Linked DNA regions of Mus musculus: region 1 is linked to region 2. A link is a contact called in public HiChIP or PLAC-seq data. All regions are on one chromosome and are shown on one strand. Each heading gives the region's core, a stretch centred on a gene start, on an enhancer-like site or on the middle of the called end of the contact. The rest is flanking DNA. Distances are from core to core; before and after follow the strand shown.

Region 1 (4,849 bases), core at 232-2,731, 440 kb before region 2:
GGGTTGTTTGGGGAACCCAATTCCTGTGGAACTCCTTTGGCCAACAATTTAATTAGATGTAAGCCAAACCTAGTTCTGGAAGGTTCATTTGGTAACAAGAGATAGCCAGTTGGGGCTCTGTCTCCCCTGTTATTTGGTGATTTTAGCTAGATCTCCTAACATACATAAAATGTATTTCAGGGAGCTTCCACTGTAGTAGATTACAATAACCACCCATAAGATGGCCCCTTCAATTTGGCTGTCTCTCCCTGTATTCTCTTCACCTTCCTGCTTGATCTTCCCATTCCAGTCCCTACCCACCACATCAGTTCCTAACTATTTAGCCTATTTCTCTTTCCTAGAAAGATCACCCCCAGTAGAACATCTGCAGTTCTGTAGGTTATAACTTGGTCATCAAAAACTTAGCAGCAAATATCCACATATAAATGAATCCATACCATAGTTTTGTTTCTGGATCACTAAAGGGCATTTTTTTCTAGTTCCATCCATATTTATCTGCAAATTTCATGATTTTTTTTAGCAACTGAACAATATGTCATTTGTAAATGTACCACATTTTCTTTATCCATTCATCTATTGAGGGGGACATCTAGGTTACTTCCAATTTCTGGCTGTTATGACTAGAACAACACAATGAACATGGTTGAGCAAGTGTCTCTGTGGGAGGACGAGGCATCTTATCCTTTGGGTATATGTCTGAGAGTAGTAGAGCCAGGTCTTGAGGTAGAGCAATTCCCATCCTCTTGAGGAACCACTACACTGATTTCCATAGTGGCTGTACAAGTTTGCACACTCACCAGCAATGGACAAGTGTTCCCTTCATTCCACATCCTTGCCAGCACGAGCTATTGAATTTGGCCATTCTGACAATTATAAGATAAAATTTAGATTTGCCTTTCCCTGATAACTAAGAGTGTTTAGCCAGGCAGTGGTAGCACACATCTTTAGACCCAGCAGAAGCAGGAGGATCTCTTAGTTCAAGGCCAGCCTGGTCCACATAATGAATTCAAGGACAGCCATAGTTACACAGAGAAAGCCTGTCTCAAAAAACAAAAAACAAAAAAAACAAAACAAAACAAAACGAGAGAGAGACAGAGAGAAGAAAAGGAATGTTAAACATTGTTAAGTGTTTACTCAGCCATTTGAGGTTTCTCTTCTGAGAATTCTCTACTTAGATCTGTACCCCATTTTAAAAATTGGGTTATTTGATTTCTTGGTATGCAGGGTTTTTTGTTTGTTTGTTTGCTTAGTTTTTCTTAGTTCTTTATAAATTTTCAATATTAGCCCTCTGTCAGATGTGTAGTTGGAGGGGTGGGGGGATTTCTCCCATTCTGTAGGTGCCTGCTTGGTGTTCTTTGCCTTACAGAAGCGTTTCAGTGTCATGAGATCCTACTTACAAGTTGTTGACCATAGTGCCTGTGCTAATCGCGTTCTTTTCTTGTGCTAATGAGTTCAAGGCTGTTTCCTGTTGTGGAAGGGCCTGGTGCTATTTGTATGTTGATGCTAAACCACTCTCCTGGGAGGGACAAAGAGTGAGTCATACTCAGGTGACTTCGTGTGAACCAATCCACTAATGAATAAAGGAGCCAATCACTGGGCAAGTAGGAGGGACTTCCAGGTTGGACAGAGGAAGAGAGGAAGCAGGAGAGAGTTAGGATCTTTTGGGGAAGAGATAGCATGAGGACAAGATGTAGCTACGAGTGTCTCCTGGTTTCAATGATGGATCCATCAGGATTTGCCACCAGAGGATCTAGACTTAATAAGGCTTACAAGATTAGGATTTTAGTTGCTGCACTCAGCAATTGAGTTACCTGTCATTTCTGAACTAAGTTTGTGCTGCTTTTTCCTTCATGGGGCGGCTAGTCCAAGTTTAGGAGAGAAAGGCAAAAGCATGGGTTTGCCTGAGGTGCACCACAAAGGCCATGGGGGATTTGAAGCAGAGTTGGGGTGGTAGTAACCCACCAGTGGGAACCTAGCAAGCTGGGTGGAGAGATTGTGGAGTTCTGAGTCAGATAAAAACAGGTCGAACATTGCCTTCCAGTGCATGACCAGCTGGGCCACCGGGGCAGAGAGTTGCCAGAACAAGCACAGGAACATGCCAAATCTTTTTAATATTCCCTGCAACAGTTTTCCACTCTCTCTTCTATCAGGCTCAGTGCATCTAATTTTATGTTGAGGTCTTTGATTCATTTGGAGTTGAGTTTTGTGCAAGGTGGTCTGTGTGGATCCATTCAGCTTGAAGATGCTGTCTTTTCTCCCAAGTGTGTATTCCTGGTCTCTTCATCAAAAATCAAGGGCTTGCTTATAGGTGTGGGGATTTATGTCTGGGTCTTCAATTAGATCCAATTGATGAACATGTCTGTTTCTGTGCAATAACACTGTTTTTACTACTATAGCTCTGTAGTCCAATTTGAGGTTGGAAATGGTGATACCTCCAGCAGTTCTTTTACTACTCAACATTATTTTAGTTATGCTTGGTATTTTTGTGTTTCTGTATGAAGCTGAGAATTGTCCTTTAACGGTCTCGTGAAGAATTGTGTTGGAATTTTGTGTTGAATCTCTAGATTGCTTTTGGTAGGATGGCCATTTTTACTGTGTTATCCCTACTGATCCATGAACATGGGAGATCTTTTCATCTTCAGTTTCTTTCTTCAACATCTTAAAGTTTTTATCGTTCATGTCATTCACTTGCTTGGTTAGAGTTACCTCAAGATATTTTATATATTATTTGAGGCTATGATGAAAAGTGTCATTCCCCTGACTTCTTTCTTGATCTGTTATTTGTATATAGGAAGGCTACTGTTTTATGAGTTAACTTTGTATCCAGCTACTTTGCTGAAAGTTTTTATCAGCTGTAGAAGTTTCCTAATAGAAATTTGGGGGGGGGTCACTTCTATATACTATTATGCCATCTGCAAATAAATACACTTTGATTACTTTGACTTCCCCCTTTCCAGTTTGTATCCCCTTGATCTCCTCAGCTGTCTTATTGCTACAACATTAAGTTCCATACTGAATAGGTATACATAGAGTACACAACATTGTCTTCCTCCTGATTTTAGAGGAAATGGATTGAATTTCCGTTTAGGTGATATTGGCTGTGGGCTCAATGTATATCACCTTTATTATGTTGAGGTGTGTCCCTTGTATCTCTAATCTCTCCAGAACTTTTATCATGAAAGGGTGTTGGATTTTGTCATAAGCCTTTTCTGCATCTAAGGAGATGATCGTGTGGTTTTTGTTTTTCAGTTTATTTATATGGTGGATTGCTGATTTGTGGATTTACAAATGTTGAATCATCCCTGGATCTCTGGAACGAAGTCTATTTGATCATGTTGGATGATCTTTTTAATGTGCTCTTGTTGGTTTGCTAATATTTTCTTGAGAATTTTTGCATCTATGTTCATAAGGAAGATTGGTCTTTAATTCTCTTTTTCTTGGGTCCTTATGTGATTTTGGGTATCAGGGTAACTGTGGCATCATAAAATAAATTGAGCAATGTTCTTTCTGTTTCTATTTAGTGGACTAGTTTGAGGAGTATTTCTTTGGTAGATTTTTAATTACTGCTTCTATTTCACTAGGGGCTATAGGTCTGTTTAAGTTGGTTGGTCTTGATTTGATTTTGGTAGGTGGTAAATAACAAGAAAAATTATCCATTTCTTTCAGATTTTCCAATTTGGTAGAGTACAGGATTTCAAAGTATATTCTTAAGATTCTCTGGCTTTCCTTGGTGTCTGTTGTTATGTTCCCTTTCATCTCTAAGGTTAGGTGGAGCTTTCCTCCCTGTCTTTTGGTTAATTTGGCTGAGGCTGTCAATTGTATTGATTTTTTCCCAAAGAACCATTTCTTTGTTTCATTGATTTTTTGGGGGGGATTGTTTTGTTGTTATCGTCATTTCTATTTACTTTGCCCTGTTTGATTATTTTTTGTCATCTACTCTCTTGGGGTATGGTTTCTTCTTTTTCTTCTAGAGCTTTCAGATGTGCTATTAAGTCATTAGTATGAGCTCTCTCTCCAGTTTTTTTTTATGTAGTCACTTAGTGATATGAACGTGCCTTTTGAAACAGCCTTCATGGTTCTCACTGGGCACTTTGCCTTTTTGTTTTCGTGCAACTCTAGAAAGTCATTTATTTCTGCCTTAATTTCTGTCTCAACCCACTTTTCATTCAATTGTGATTTGTTCAGCTTTTTGGGTTTGCAAGCTTTTGGTTGTTTTTACTGTTATTCTGTGGTGTGCAGATAGGATGCAGGGTGTTATTTCAACTTTCTTGTACCTGTTCAGGCTGGCTGTGTGTTGAGACTGTGATCAACTTTGGAGAAGGTTCCATGAGTTACTGGAAAAAAAATGTATTATTTTGTGATTGAGTGAAATGTTCTGTAAATATTGTCCAGTGCATTTGCTTTCTAAAACTTCAGTCAGTTCCAACATTTCTGTTTAGTTGTTTGTCTGGATTACCTGCCTGTTGGTGAGAGTGGGGCATTGAAGTCTCCTACTTCAGTGTCTTCTTTATGAACTGAAGATGCCGCTGTGTGTGGTGTAGAAATGTCAAGACTTAATATCCTTTTGATGATGCTATCCTTTGATGAGTATGTAGTATCTTTCCCTATTTCTTGTGATCAGTTTTGAAGACTGTTTTGTCAAATATTAAAATAGCTATACCAGCTTGCTTCTTAGGTCTATTTGCTTGCAAAATATTTTTCACCCAAAATTTACCCTGAGGTGATACTATCTTTGATGTTAAGGTGTGTTTTTTTGAATGCAGCAGAAAGATGGATCCTGTTTTTGCATCCATTCTGTTAGTCTGTGTCTTTTCATTGGGGAATTAAGGCCATTGATGTTTAGAGTCAT
Region 2 (4,592 bases), core at 649-3,148:
CTTAGTGGGGACCGGCAGGGGAGGAAGGTTGGCTTGGCCGCAGGAAAGCTCCTGTCTCCACATCAAACTGCAGAAGACTTGGCTCTTCTCTGAACCAAAGGAAGAGAACAAATCTTGGATGCTGCTCAAAGATTGTGCCATCACTTGCACAGGCGAGCCCTTCCATCCTGTGGGCACCTCAGTTTTCAGGCCTTTCAGTTCTTCTGAAGTATGAGAGGTCACACCGTGGGAGGAAGAAGGACACTATTAGGAGATGTGGCCCCTTTGAAGGAAGTGCATCACTCTACACAGGCTTTGAGGTCTCCTATACGCAGGATCCGCTCGGTGTGGAATCTACTCTCCTGGCTTCCTTCAGATCCAGCACCAAGTCTGCCCGCACACTGCCATGCTTCCCACCATGATGATCATGGACTGAATCTCTAAAACTGTAAGCCGGACCCAATCAAATGTTTGCCTTTGTAAGGCTTGCCTTGGTCACGGTGTCTCTTCACAGGGATGGACACCCTAACACATGGGTTTTCCTTATTACACCTTACTTACATTCACTCTCTCCTGCCTTTGTGTGAATATTTGCTAAATACAGAAGTGTGACAAAGAGTAGGACTAGCAGGCGATCTCTCTCTTTCTTTCCGCCCTCCCGCCATTGTCCTGGTCCGTTTGACAGACTCTGAATCAGTCCTTTATACCAGTTTTTATCTAGGTAACTCATACCAAAGTTGAGCTCCCCTCTCCACATCCCCACATTTTCTGGGGCGAGTTCAGAGGCCAGCAGATTTCTGAGGCAGGTTTTGATTTGTAGCTGGGGCTAATATGGAACTAAGTCTGTAATTCAGGCTGGTCTCAGACTCAGAGTCCTCTTGTCCCAGCCGCCTGAATGCTGGGATTACAGCTACCTTGCCTGGGTGAACTGGTCTCTACATCCTCACAATCACTTCTGGGAGGAAGCCCACCCCAAGCACACGGTTAAGGCTTCTGGGTGAGAAACAACACAACCTTGATCTTGGTAGCATATCCTCCGACTTATGTGGTGCCCAGATTTTCCCTGAGCACTCACGGAACGCACACAGGCAGAGAGGAACACCTCTATACAATGTAGAAAGCTCTAGAGAAAGAAAGGAAGAAAGGAGGGTGTCTTAGTTAGGGTTTTACTGCTGTGAACAGACACCATGACCAAGGCAAGTCAAAAAACCAACATTTAATTGGGGCTGGCTTACAGGTTCAGATGTTCAGTCCATTATCATCAAGGTGGAAGCATGGCAGTATCCAGTCAGGCATGGCGCAGGCAGAGCTGAGAGTTCTACATCTTCATCCAAAGGCTGCTAGTGGAAGACTGACTTCCCAGGCAACTGGGGTGAGAGTCTTAAGCCCACACCCACAGTGGCACACATACTCCAACCAGGTCACACCTATTCCAACAAGGCCACACCTCCAAATGGTGCCACTCCCTGGTCCAAGAATATACAAACCATCACAGAGGGGGAGCCCATGAAGTAGGAGGGTTCATGCATAATCATTAAAACACTCACAAGGGGGTGGGTGGGAGTGGGGGGTGGATGCTGGGAAAACTAAGGAAATTTGGAACTAAAGATACTTAAAAAAAAAAAAGCAAGATACAGGGTTTTTAGCTGGGGGGTGATGGTGTATGCCTTTAATCCCAGCAGACGCAGGTGGGTGAGTTTGAGGCCAACCTGGTCTACAGAGCTAGTTCTAGGACAGCCAATGCTACACCCAGAAACCCTGTCTTGAAACATAGATAGATAGATATAGATAGATAAGAAAATTTTTGTTTTGTTTTGTTTTCTAAAGGAAGTACAGGAGCAAAGAGCAAACCCACCTGCACACACCATTCAGGCAGCTTCGACAGAAACCAAGCCTGCTGCACTTTGAGGCTTTCTTACAACACGCCCCCGCCCCCACTTCCCCACCCCCACCCCCATCTGTGTCTTCATTCACTGAGCATTGAGTGTCATCATTTGAATCTGTCACAGCACTCCAAGCTTGCCCTTCTTCACACATTAGGTTATCACACCATGAATCATTACAGGAAGACCCATTCTCTGCCCCTAAAAGCAAGGAAGTTCCAGCAAGGCCATTGTCAGGGACGAGACCTGTCTTAGAGGAACAACCTTTCTTTTTTTTTTTTTTTTTTTTTTTTTTTGGGGGGGGGGTAGCCCTGGCTGTCCTGGCACTCACTCTGTAGACCATGCTGGCCTCGAACTCAGAAATCCACCTGCCTCTGCCTCCCAAGTGCTGGGATTAAAGGCGTGCACCACCATGCCCAGCTAGGAACAACCTTTCCTGGCACACGCAGAACAGGCCGGACACTTTACAAAGCAACTCCATCTCATTTTCATTCTCCAACCCACTAAGTAGAGGTGATTTCAGTTTTTCAAATACCAGGCAGGGAGGGTAGAGGAAATGTCCTGTAACTATGAGATTGTGAGATCAGAATGAGGCCGTGATGTCACAGACCATCACCACCTCCCACTTCTTCCTTTGTTTTCCACACCACTCAAAACTCAAGTCAGAGGTTAAGAATGCCGCATGAGTACAAAAAACTGTGCGGTGGTTGGGAGTTGAAGAAATAACAGGGTGAGAGACCGGAGAACAAAAGGCAGGCAGCTAGGTCACCCACACACATCTGTCCACGCAGTATGAGGCATCGCTCCAGCAGAGGGCATTGCTCCACCCATCTTCTTCCTCAGTCACAGGAAGGGAACACGTGTGTCTGAACACCCACACTGCAGGGACCTGGGAGAGAAGGCAGGGAGGCAGAGAAGGACATGGAAGCCAGGTCAGATTTGGAGAGCATTGGCCCCTGCCTTGGGCCCTGGCCTCCACCTCTCTCATGTTATCTTTTGGCCCTTCTGTGACTACCCAGCTCTCCTGGCCTCTTCATTGACATCAGGTATTGTCGCCTCCTCTGCTTCATGGAGGAATCCCGCTCAGGATCTGACAGTCCCTCTCTTGCTTTCTGTCTCCTCGATTTCTATCATTTCCTTGTGACTGCCTCATCTCCTTTAGTGAGTGCATTCTGTGTTCCAGTCCTCCAGGGTCTATTAGCTGACTGGCTAGGTTTTGCGTTGCATCTGCATTTTGCTGGCCTGCGAGTGCTTCTGGGCTTTAAACACAGCTGCAGGTAGATGACTTTCGAATTTCACTTAGAACACACTCTGTCCACAATGAAATCTCAGGCATCTCAAGATGGATGGTGGGCATCTGTACGTCCTGGCTCCAGCTGAATCTTCCTTCATCCAAGTTTACACAACTACATCTTTCCATCCTCTCAGGACATCAGATGTGAGGACATCTTTATTCATCCTTTATTCTCACACCAGAGAGAGATGGCTCCTAGCCAAATACATCCCAGAGTTCAGCCACTTCTCAGCCTTGCTAGTCCCGGTTATCGTCATCTTTCACTGGGCCTCCTTGTGCTTTCTTACTTGGGTCTAATCTTGGCTTGGGACCAGTAAGATTGTGGTAACAAGTACTTCCTATCACATCAGCCCTTGGTTTACAAACTCCAGTAGCCCCTTCCACCCCACCCCCACTCCTACAAGGTCAAGCTTGCCCTCTGATATACAGAATGGTTTACTTTCTCTGGGCCAGTGGCAGCACGTGGCCTTTGGTGTTTCCTGGGCCACACCCTGTTTTTTACTGATATCTTCTAGAGCTCCTTCATCAGTGATTTTAAAGTCGGTCCAGGTTAGATTCACTAATTTCTAAACTTAGCCTTTAAGACCAAAGCTTAGGTGACCTTATCTAGGGAGCAGATTGTCCTTTTTGTCCCTGCCTGCACAGGAATCACTGTTCGGTGGCTAGACCAGCACCTCAGAACCCTCACTATAAGACATGTCTATTTCTTTTGAATAACCCAATAGCTTTGTTCTTTTGGTTTCCAAACTCCTTTTTCTTACCAAACTTCCCCACCTCCAAAATAAAACCAACCAAACAACAATGGCAAACAAACAAACAAAAAATCCTAAGTCCATTTTAACTTTAGGGGCTTGACAGAAGTAGAGCCACAGTATAATACGTTCTGGGATCAGTTTTTGTGTGTGACTGTGAATCAGAGCTTGCAAGAAGCAGATAAAACTTGACTGTGAGAGAACCTCATTGTAGCAAGCAGCTGCCTGCCAGCAAATCTCCAGCACACAACAGAGGCCTGGTCATTGTGAGCCAGGTAGAAGAGACAGGAGAGATAGCCCAGACCTTCCTCACGGGCCGGCAAACGGATCGGTTGTTTGGCGATTACTGTTATGACAGCAGATCTGGATGCTCGAGCCCTCTAAAGATAACATCTGAACTTGCGCTGCCGACCTTACACAACACGAGTGGATTCCAGTCAAGGAAGCCCCACCGCTGGCGGACATGTTTTATTCACCTCACACTCGAGGGGTTCACTGACTGGAATTCAATAGAAAGTGTTCTCTGTGTGAAAGTAATTTCAGAAACTAATCTAGTTTATGGAAATGAAAGGCATCAAAACACAAAAAAACACTGTTTCTCTACAAGTGCTTTGCCTCAAATATTTGACATGGAAATTTGTATAATCCCTCTGGGGGCATGTGGGTCTCACCAGTGTTAACATC

Evidence for each region. HiChIP or PLAC-seq counts read pairs in DNA pulled down with a chosen protein or histone mark.
Region 1: an RNA polymerase II HiChIP or PLAC-seq map of embryonic stem cells shows a contact between it and region 2, with 6 times the contacts expected there. The contact joins the enhancer-like site here to the promoter of 4930572G02Rik in region 2. A contact is called at or near these places in 10 of 39 promoter capture datasets (the 3T3-L1 cell line, 3T3-L1-derived adipocytes, the HPC-7 cell line and 5 more), 1 of 15 datasets of contacts at CTCF or cohesin (embryonic stem cells), 3 of 484 Hi-C or Micro-C datasets (the G1E-ER4 cell line, the N1E-115 cell line and nephron progenitors) and 7 of 115 datasets of contacts at active chromatin or transcription factors (embryonic basal ganglia, embryonic limb bud, embryonic midbrain and 1 more).

Annotation. Positions count from the first base shown.
Region 1 is chr14:48,995,608-49,000,456 of GRCm38.p6, reverse strand. No RefSeq gene overlaps it. Among named protein-coding and RNA genes, the nearest start is that of Gm23470, 3.8 kb to the left of the region's middle. Within about 2 kb of position 1,481, at least 19 of the 459 cell types and tissues checked have an H3K27ac peak or open chromatin away from gene starts, as enhancers often do. A contact at or near this core is called in embryonic stem cells and trophoblast stem cells, where this site is marked.
Region 2 is chr14:48,558,100-48,562,691 of GRCm38.p6, reverse strand. 4930572G02Rik (a long non-coding RNA gene) reads right to left here and starts at 1,898. Exons shown (of 3, transcript XR_874606.2): 1 at 1,835-1,898; 2 at 1-203. It also overlaps a transcript of Tmem260 not described here.